Regions from separate parts of the Mus musculus genome. Here region 1 is linked to region 2. The links are chromatin contacts, called in public HiChIP or PLAC-seq maps. All regions are on one chromosome and are shown on one strand. The core of a region is the stretch at or near the end of the contact, and the rest is flanking DNA. Distances in the headings are between cores, read along the strand shown.

What was found. HiChIP or PLAC-seq counts read pairs in DNA pulled down with a chosen protein or histone mark.
Region 1: an H3K4me3 HiChIP or PLAC-seq map of embryonic basal ganglia shows a contact between it and region 2, with 4 times the contacts expected there. The contact joins two enhancer-like sites. A contact is called at or near these places in 1 of 115 datasets of contacts at active chromatin or transcription factors (embryonic basal ganglia) and 1 of 9 other capture datasets (embryonic stem cells).

What each region holds. Positions count from the first base shown.
Region 1 is chr14:119,829,020-119,833,249 of GRCm38.p6, forward strand. The region is part of intron 1 of Hs6st3 (heparan sulfate 6-O-sulfotransferase 3); the gene reads left to right. Among named protein-coding and RNA genes, the nearest start is that of Gm41249, 32 kb to the left of the region's middle. Within about 2 kb of position 2,337, at least 49 of the 459 cell types and tissues checked have an H3K27ac peak or open chromatin away from gene starts, as enhancers often do. A contact at or near this core is called in embryonic basal ganglia, where this site is marked.
Region 2 is chr14:119,231,969-119,236,534 of GRCm38.p6, forward strand. The region is part of intron 1 of Hs6st3 (heparan sulfate 6-O-sulfotransferase 3); the gene reads left to right. Among named protein-coding and RNA genes, the nearest start is that of Hs6st3, 96 kb to the left of the region's middle. Within about 2 kb of position 1,408, at least 5 of the 459 cell types and tissues checked have an H3K27ac peak or open chromatin away from gene starts, as enhancers often do. A contact at or near this core is called in embryonic basal ganglia, where this site is marked.

The DNA.
Region 1 (4,230 bases), core at 1,087-3,586, 600 kb after region 2:
ATGAAGAAAAAAAAAAAAAAAAAGAAAAGAAACCTGAGGTGGCTTTTGAGTTTTGTGTACTTGGTAAGTCTGTCTCGAGGACATAATGAAGTGGACTTCCCTTATCCCTGGGCATGAAGGGTTGCATACCAGGATTCAGTAGCTGACAACAGGCCATTCACAAAGACTTTGACTGGCTTATGCACTAGTCCCCACAGAATTTTGTTACTGTTCTCATTACACACACACACACACACACACACACACACACACACACAGACACACATATACACACACACTGAAAAAAGAGACCATGAATTTGAAGGAGATGTACAGAGGTAGGTACATGGATGGGTTTTAAAGGAGTTAAGAGGAAAATAGAAATGTAGTTATAGTTGAGGGGCGGTGCAGCCACCATGAATGCCCTTACTGGTCATGTCAATCGTGAGTCAGTGCTTAGATGTTCTCCGACCTCTTTGCTCCTGGCCTATTGGATGCTGTCGGGGAGACACCTTTTTCCTACGGGCACTCCTAGCAGCAGGTCCTGAGTTTGGTAATGGAAAGAGTACAGTAGATTCTGCGTAGGTTGAGAGATGACTCCCTCCTGCAACAGCAATTGCTTCTCCAAATGACTGAACCTTGCCGAACTTCTGTTTCATTAGGACGCTCCTTTTTGCTGGGCTGGTTTCTGCCCTTCTGACCTTTGGTCTTTCGGTCCCTGCCAATTCTCGATCCTTCTTCATCAATAACAAATATTTAGTGACTCTCCGTTCTGTGCAGGGCGAGGCATGACAAGTGCATGCTATGTAATTACTACCTAGCTAGCTTTTGCCCATGACCCGGTTCTTGGTTGATTATCCCTGGTCTCTGATAGCCTAGATGCAGCCCTCCCACACAGGTGGTTAATTCCAAGCCATCAAACACGAGACATGAATGAACTATGGCAAAGTATAAAGAGTAAAAATGTATATAATCTGGGGAAATAACACCTTTCCTATGTCTCATGTGAGACACATTAATGACTGCAACCTGATGGGGGAAAAAATAATATGCTTTAGCTTGGAAACATAGCCCTGTTCAAACCTTTCTCTGTCCCGTCTTCTCTCTGCTGTGCCTGGACTTCACGTTTGCATTCTGCTTCCAGTGAGGTGACCGTTTTCAATTCATGGAGACATAGAGATGTATGTTAAGAGATCTATCTGTCTTCATTGATATAAAGATTTCACAGGGACTACAGATGGAATTATTATTTCTTATATTTTTATTATTTTAATATATGGTTTACACATGAATATAATCATCTTTTGTAGACAAGATACTGTTTCCCAGGGACTTTGCAGTCATTGTGAGAAGGTGCTGCCCACAGTTTCCCAGAAAGATGTAAAATAATATTCCCACACATCGGTTACAGAGAGGAAACATACTTTGGTCCTGCATTTGAAAACAAAATGCAGCCGGGTGTGGTGGCACACGCCTTTAATCCCAGCACTTGGGAGGAAGAGGCAGGCGGATTTCTGAGTTAAAGGCCAGCCAGGTCTACAAAGTGAGTTCCAGGACAGCCAGGGCTATACAGAGAAATGCTGCCTCGAAAAACTAAAAAAAAAAAAAAAAAAAAAAAAAAAGACACGAAAACAAAATGTGGGCTCAGAGTTCCTTGGGAGTTCAGGGTGCTGGCCCACGTTCATATTGTAGAAGAAACTTTAAATTGGCATCATGGGGCAAGCTGTGGCGTGCTTTGAGACACTCCCGATTTGTCTTCATGATCTTCAACTTATCTGCAGTTGTCCTTGGCAATTACAGGTCCCCCTGGTCCCTCATTCTCCAATCTTTGAGAAGAACCCGCGAATGCCCTGCTGCTTGGCAGCAGACAGAACCTTATAAGCTTGGGTGTTGACTTGGGGCCATATGCATGCGGACTTCTGGCTGAGAGGAAATCTTACACCCTGTACTTTAGCCTGGGCGGAGAAGCCTCTGGTTTATGTCTGCTTTTCCAGAGATGTGGAGAGCTATGTACCTTGGGTATAAACTATTTTGGGTGCAGCTAGGTCACCTTTCTCTAGCCAAGCTGGAACAATGTTTTGTTTACCTGGGAAAAAATTTCTTTTGCTCGGTGGCAGCGTGACAGTTGGACTCAGAAATTTTTGATTCTCCACCATTGTGCCTCTCGTAACGTGTGGTGACATATGCTTATTAATCTTAGTTAAAAGACACCTGCCCAGATGGTTCTACCTGGGAACATACGCAGTCATCAATCCTCCGTTAATCAGCCAGAGTTCTTCCCTCTCGGCAACACACCAATTTGTTGAGCAGATCAAATCCTGCTTCACCTTGGTCATGTGTGGTACAAGCTGTGGAGGGGAATGGAACGCGTCCTTGGCCCTGAGCAATCAGTGCGTTGTGTCCTGATAACACACAGTGGCCCTTGACCTTCAGTTGAAATAATTAATTACGTGTTGTTCCTCTCATTGGGGTCGCTGGGTCTGGTCCTGAGGTACCCCCTGCCTTCTCTGTCCCAGGATGTGCTGAGAACAGCTGCACACAGCAGGATCCTAATCACACCCCCAAGGCTGGGGCGGACTAGGCAGTGGAAGCGGGTGCTGGGCTGTGATTGGAGGGCCTCTCCTACCACTTCAGTGTGCATTAACATTGCTTCCCGGAAACCCCTGAGTATTCGCTGCCTGCCACAGGGGCTAGACTTCTATAAACAGAAACATTATTCTAGGATGAAATTAGCCAAGGTATTAAATTGATAAATGCGAAGTGGAGCAGACTTGGTTGTGGGGAGACAGAAAGAGCAGCAATGAACTGTGAAATACGAAACAGCCCAGACTATTAGAGGAGAGGGGCGAGTTGGGAGGCTGCCAGCGGTGACGAGGTATTTCCCCCCACATCCCGATGTCTCAAAGGGGGATTTACTGTATTTTTACCTCATGCTTCCTTCCCATGTGTGGGTCTGAGAGTTGTAGTGTGTGCCTACATAATTTAAACAGCCATCATTAGGCAGTGCACATTTGATGTCTAATTAAGTCTCTGGTACTGCAGGATCACAAGCACACGCCGTCATCCTGGGATCTTTAGAGTCTGCTCCAGAACCAAAAGGCAGAGATGGATAAATCTGCGATCAATTCTCAGAAGGCTGGAGCACTGGGAATTTATTGCCACGGTTTTGCCCTGGGACATATAAGCTGGTTTTAAGTGATCCCTCAGGTGGGAATAAGGGCATTGATATGGCCTAAGAGTTATCCAACCCGTAAAATATTGTCTAAAAATAACGCGCTTCTTTTTTGTTGAGTCCTCTTCACCCAAATATTTTCTTATTGATTAAATACTGCGATATGCCAAGGCAAATTAGAATTATAGAAGGGGATTTGAGGCGTGCATTTCCTTCTGTTTCTGATTTCACATTTCTGACAGATTTCAAGCTCCAGGAAGAAATGGCAGCGGGTCACTGCCTTTCTGTTCCGGAAGAGTAAGGCACATCAGTGGCATCCATCCTCTCATGTGTCAGCGCCTCTATTCCAAACTCTGATCAGGGCATACAGCGGAAAGCTGTGGGCTTTCACTTAGTATATAAAAAGCTAAAATCCTGAGGTTGTAATTAGGCATCCATACATATCCTAAGTGTGTGCAAAAGAAGAAAAAAATCTGATAAATATGTTTGTTCAGATTAGAATTCTAGGCAAGTGTGTCATAAAAGCTAGTAGAATCTGACTCAAGAAATGTATAGCCTTAAAAAAATAGATATATTTTAATAATGACTTTCCCCCAAAAGTTTAGATTTCCTGAATATTTATGGCAAATTTTCTCAAAGAAGGCCTTTTCAAGTATCTGTGCATCACCTTGGTGCTGTAAAAAACAAGAGTGAAGCTTCTATCTAACAAATTACTTTGCCTGCAAATAAGAAATGTTACCGGGTATGCGGGGCTTTTTCTCCCTTATTCTGGAGACTGATAATTGGATTTAGATTCTCATGATCTGGTGTTGGCTTCTGATAAGAACTTGAAAGGCGAAGAAAGGAGGCTGGCTATTCGGGGGCAGATGTTGGTCACTTCCCCACCTCTGAAGAGAAAAAGTAAGCCAGCAGGAAGTGTTCCAGTGCTCCATGCCTGACTCGCTGCTTAAGGTCACCAGAGGAACCGTGACGCAGAGCTGTGCTTGCTAACCAGCTGTGTGCTCTGGTTCCAGCTGACTGACAGTACAGAGAAACTGTGTCAGTCATGAATATTAAGTGCCTTTCCAGCATTTCTCTCC
Region 2 (4,566 bases), core at 158-2,657:
ATCTCCTGGGTCTTCTTCAAAAGATTATGTCTTGAGAGGTCCTCTTTAGCTATCTGTTTACATTTTTAGGTTATTTTTTGAAATTTTAAAGATAGCATGTAGTATCTATACATATTTATGGGGTACAACATGTTAGTTCCTATATATATGTATATATATGTATATGTATATGTATGTATACACACATATACATACATATATATATATTTATATAAATATATATATATATTTATATACATATATGTAAAACTCAAATGAGTGTATTCTGCATCCATACCACCTCAACATTTATCATTTCTATGTGTTAAGACTCTTTGTTCTGAAATACATTAATATTGTTGTTGACAACAGTCATGTCATTATGCAAATCCTCAACCTCAATGCCCATCGACCAGTGAATGCCTAAATAAACTATGTCTTGAAAAACAGAAGAAGAAAATGAAAAAGAAGAAGAAGAAAGAAGAAGAAGAAGTAGAAGAAAGAAGAAGAATAAGAAGTAGAAGTAGAAGGAGAATTAGAAGAAGAAGTAGCAGTAGAAGAAGTAGAAGTAGTAGTAGTAGAAGAAGAAGGAGAAGAAAAAGTAGTAGGGAAGAAGAAAAAGAAGAAGAAGAAGAAGAAGAAGAAGAAGAAGAAGAAGAAGAAGAAGAAGAAGAAGAAGAAGAAGAAGAAGAAGAAGAAACAAATTTTCACTCAATCATGCAAGCTAAAAGGACTGAGCTCCAATAAGAGGTTAAATAACACAGACACCTGTCTTCTATCTCCTCACCCCTCTTGCTCTCATTTATGCTGATCTTACTATTCTACTTATATTTTATGACACTTTCATTGCATGCTACTCATTTTATTGGGTTACTGTAGAAGAATTTTAGTTCAGCATCATGGCTGCTGTGATCATATCCAAAGACCTTCCAGGTCTGTGTGATCTGAGTAGCATGCAAATGTGCCATACACCTTTAGTTCTTCTGGCTGGAAGATAGACACACCCTTAGTAGACACCTTTAATCCTGAACAGTGACTTCTAATTGAGGGGCAGACAAAGTGAAAAGGATTTGATAGAATGAGTCAAAGATTAGATATGCTCAACTCTCGGGACACTAACGGTTGAAGAGCAGTGCAGGAGAGTCAGTTCCCTCAGTCCAATGAGTGGAGTTGAGATTAGGAATCAGTCAGTTGGGAGTCCAGGCAGTGAGTGCAGTACAGTGGAGTTGAGATCCTTTGTGAGTTCATATAATTCAGGGCAGGTCAGCAGAGTCAGTCGAAGCCAGGGAACAAGAAGGAGCCTGAAGATCACAACAAATTGCCAGAATTAAGTTTGAAGCCAAGCAGAGCATTTTAGTGAGAAGCTGAGAGAAGCCAGAATGAGTCAGTCAGTTTGGCGAGAAACTTGAGCCAGAACAACTGAGCTGAACCAGCCAGCCAGAGCTCAGAAAGAACTACAAAAGAGTGAGCTTATTCAGCAGTAAACTTCCCAGATTACAATGATATCAGGCAAATAAAAGTTCCTTTCGTAGGTTATATTCATGTATAAGGACTTTATCATACAATTATATAATGCATTTTGAACATCTCCCCATGTGCCCCCTAAATTTTCTCACCCCTCACTCCTATTAGTATCCTTTGTTCATCTGGACAGTTTTGCTTCTATGTTCATGTGACATGCACATAACCATTGTATATTGTATATTAATTTACATTACCATTGCATAGTGTGTGGTCATTTACATAACTGTTGTACACTGTATGGTCATTTACATAACCATTGTATGTATTGTTTGGTCATTTGCATAGCAGCTGTATATTGTGTGGTCATTTACATAACCATTGCCTATTGCATGGTCATTTACATAACCGTTGCTTTTTTTTTGTTTTTGTTTTTGTTTTTAAATTAGTCTCCGTTCTTCAGGAGAATACCAGCTGCATAAGGGCAGGGATCTCACTCCTGACATAAACCCAGCAACCTGGCACAGAGCAGAGACATGGGGGAATTCAGCAGATGAATGATCTAAACTGTGATTTGTTTTACTTTCCCCATTTTCAAACATCAAAATGATTTCGTTCAATCTATCACAAGTTCATTGTGATATTGTGGAACCACAGGTCTGAGGACACCATGGATTGTAGCTTAAATGGATGGTATTTTCACTATGCAGTCCTAAGAAGTAATAATAAAAACAAGGAACTGTGTTTTAGAAGAAATAGCCTGAGGTCAGCCAGTCTCCACCACAGAAGACCGATCTGTGTTGCCTGATAGTCTTTCCTGTGAAACTGGAATAACTGTATACTGATCCCACTCATCTCTATGATGTTATAAAGGCCCCCTTTTCTCCCAATATTCAGTAGAATTCTTTAACCTGTGTAGTGTGTTTTCTTATTTATGTCGCTTATCAACTGCATCTGAGTTTTACCGAAGAGGAGCCTTATCCCCAGGTTCTGAAGCTGAAGGGCCACAGTGGGCTCAGAAGCACCAGCTGCTGTGTGCGGACTATTTTGACTTTTGTATAATTCAGCTCTTCCTCACACATCAGGGACAGAAAATGTTTCCAATAGTCCAAATGTTAGAAAAACAAATTCTGTGTCCTTATAAATTTTAGCCATGGTGTGTTTTAGCTACATATACATATACATATACATATACATATACATATACATATACATATACATATACATATACATATACACACAAACATACCTACACACATACATATACATTTAAACATACACAATACACATATATGTACATTTACATATATGTATATAAGAATATATGCGTATATGTATATACACATATAATATACACACATTTATTTACATATACATGTATATTTGCAGATATATGTAAATAGAGATATAAATACATATATATATATTTACTTTTTTCCATGTTAGTATATCAAGTATCTGGGTGGATAAACCCACAAACACATACACTGCTTGTCATTTTTTGGGAGGTAATTGCTCAACACAAGATTGTATGCCTCTATTACAGGAGACCGAGGAAATCAAGGTGCTTGAAGTTACATTGCTTTCTGAGTTTAAATCTGCTTTTTTTTTCCTGCTTACCTCCTGTGAACATGCTATTTTGGTCATGGGAGAGTACTTATCATGCATTTATTCTCATGTGCAGAGTCCATCTGCTCTCCTCAAATTGAGTGGATGTGCACAAAATGTACAAAGTAGTTCTAAGTCAAGTTATTTATCATATGCATGTGCTCATGCCTGCGTATAAAGAGGAATGAGTATATAGAAGTAAATGGATATTTGATGAGCACACATTTATTCAAGCATCTGATGCATGAGTATAGGTAGACTAATAGATATAGTATACACCTGCTCACATAAATATGTACATTTATGTGGGTATGTGCATATACATCTATACACATGCCCACATGTATGTATTTATATGCATGCACATGTGTGTGTGCCTGTGCATGTAGTTTTACTTCCTCCCAGTGGCGAGCGAGCGAGTGAGCCCCTTCCCTGCAGCCACCACCATCTTTCATAGACAAATGAAAACAGACTGTAAAAATGGAAGGGGGCAGGGAGGAGTCTCAGATACACAAGTTTCTTCAACCACAGTTCGCAGTGCATGCTCTGGGGAGAGTGGGCTCTTGGGATTTCATTAGAACTTCTCTCCTCCTGTGCTGCAAGAATTCAGGAGGAGGCTGTACTTGTGACTGAAAGAGCCCTGACCTGGCTTCGGCTGCACTTTCTCCTCCCGAGCCGCACCGCACAGATGCAAGCTTACACTGGATTCTGCATTATTATGCTCTTGGTGTCTGTTGTGTAGCTGGCCTTGAAATCTTGATATGATTCAAAGTCTGGATGTCTTTCTACGAAGGAGTCCTTAGTTGTGTGGACATAAAACACCCAAGGACTTAAAAAAAGTGCCTAAAAATATATTTGAAAATGCAGGTAAATTACATGCATCCTGAGACTCCCTGGGCAGGCATGTAAAAACACTTCTCAGAGGGAAACTGCCATTCCCATGTGCCTGCTTCCGAATACTCCTTCAAATATCTTCCTCTAATCAGATTCTCCTGGTCAGTAAGTCCTTTCTCCTCTCTTCTAGATCTATGTGCGATTGCTCATAACTCGAGGAGTATCTTCCTCACCTTTATTCAGAATGGGTCCACGGGACATTTTTTTGTGTTATTATCTTTGGTGTTCCAAGTTGATGGCCCCACGATGCTGTTAGGCACACTGGGTCGGGTGATGATGGAAGACACCACAGTATGATTAATACTTTCTGTGACATAATTTTCTGCAAGGACCGCTTCTGCTGCCAGCTGCCCTAGCTGTGTGTCAGACCTGATTTACTGAGCATGCGGCTATCTTGTCTCCCCATCTTTCCAGTCCCCGTGCTGCTCTGGAGGCACCTGGCCTGGGGCATCGGGGTGGAAACTGTTCTTCGTCAGCAGTTTGCACATGAAAGTCTACTTTTGTGGTCGCTTCCTGTCGAAAACTTTCCTGCTCTCTTTTGTTCTTGCTTGACCAACTTTCTTGTTACATGTCTCACTGTGTACCTGCCCAGGAGTCAATGTCCTGTTGATAGTACGTCTTCCC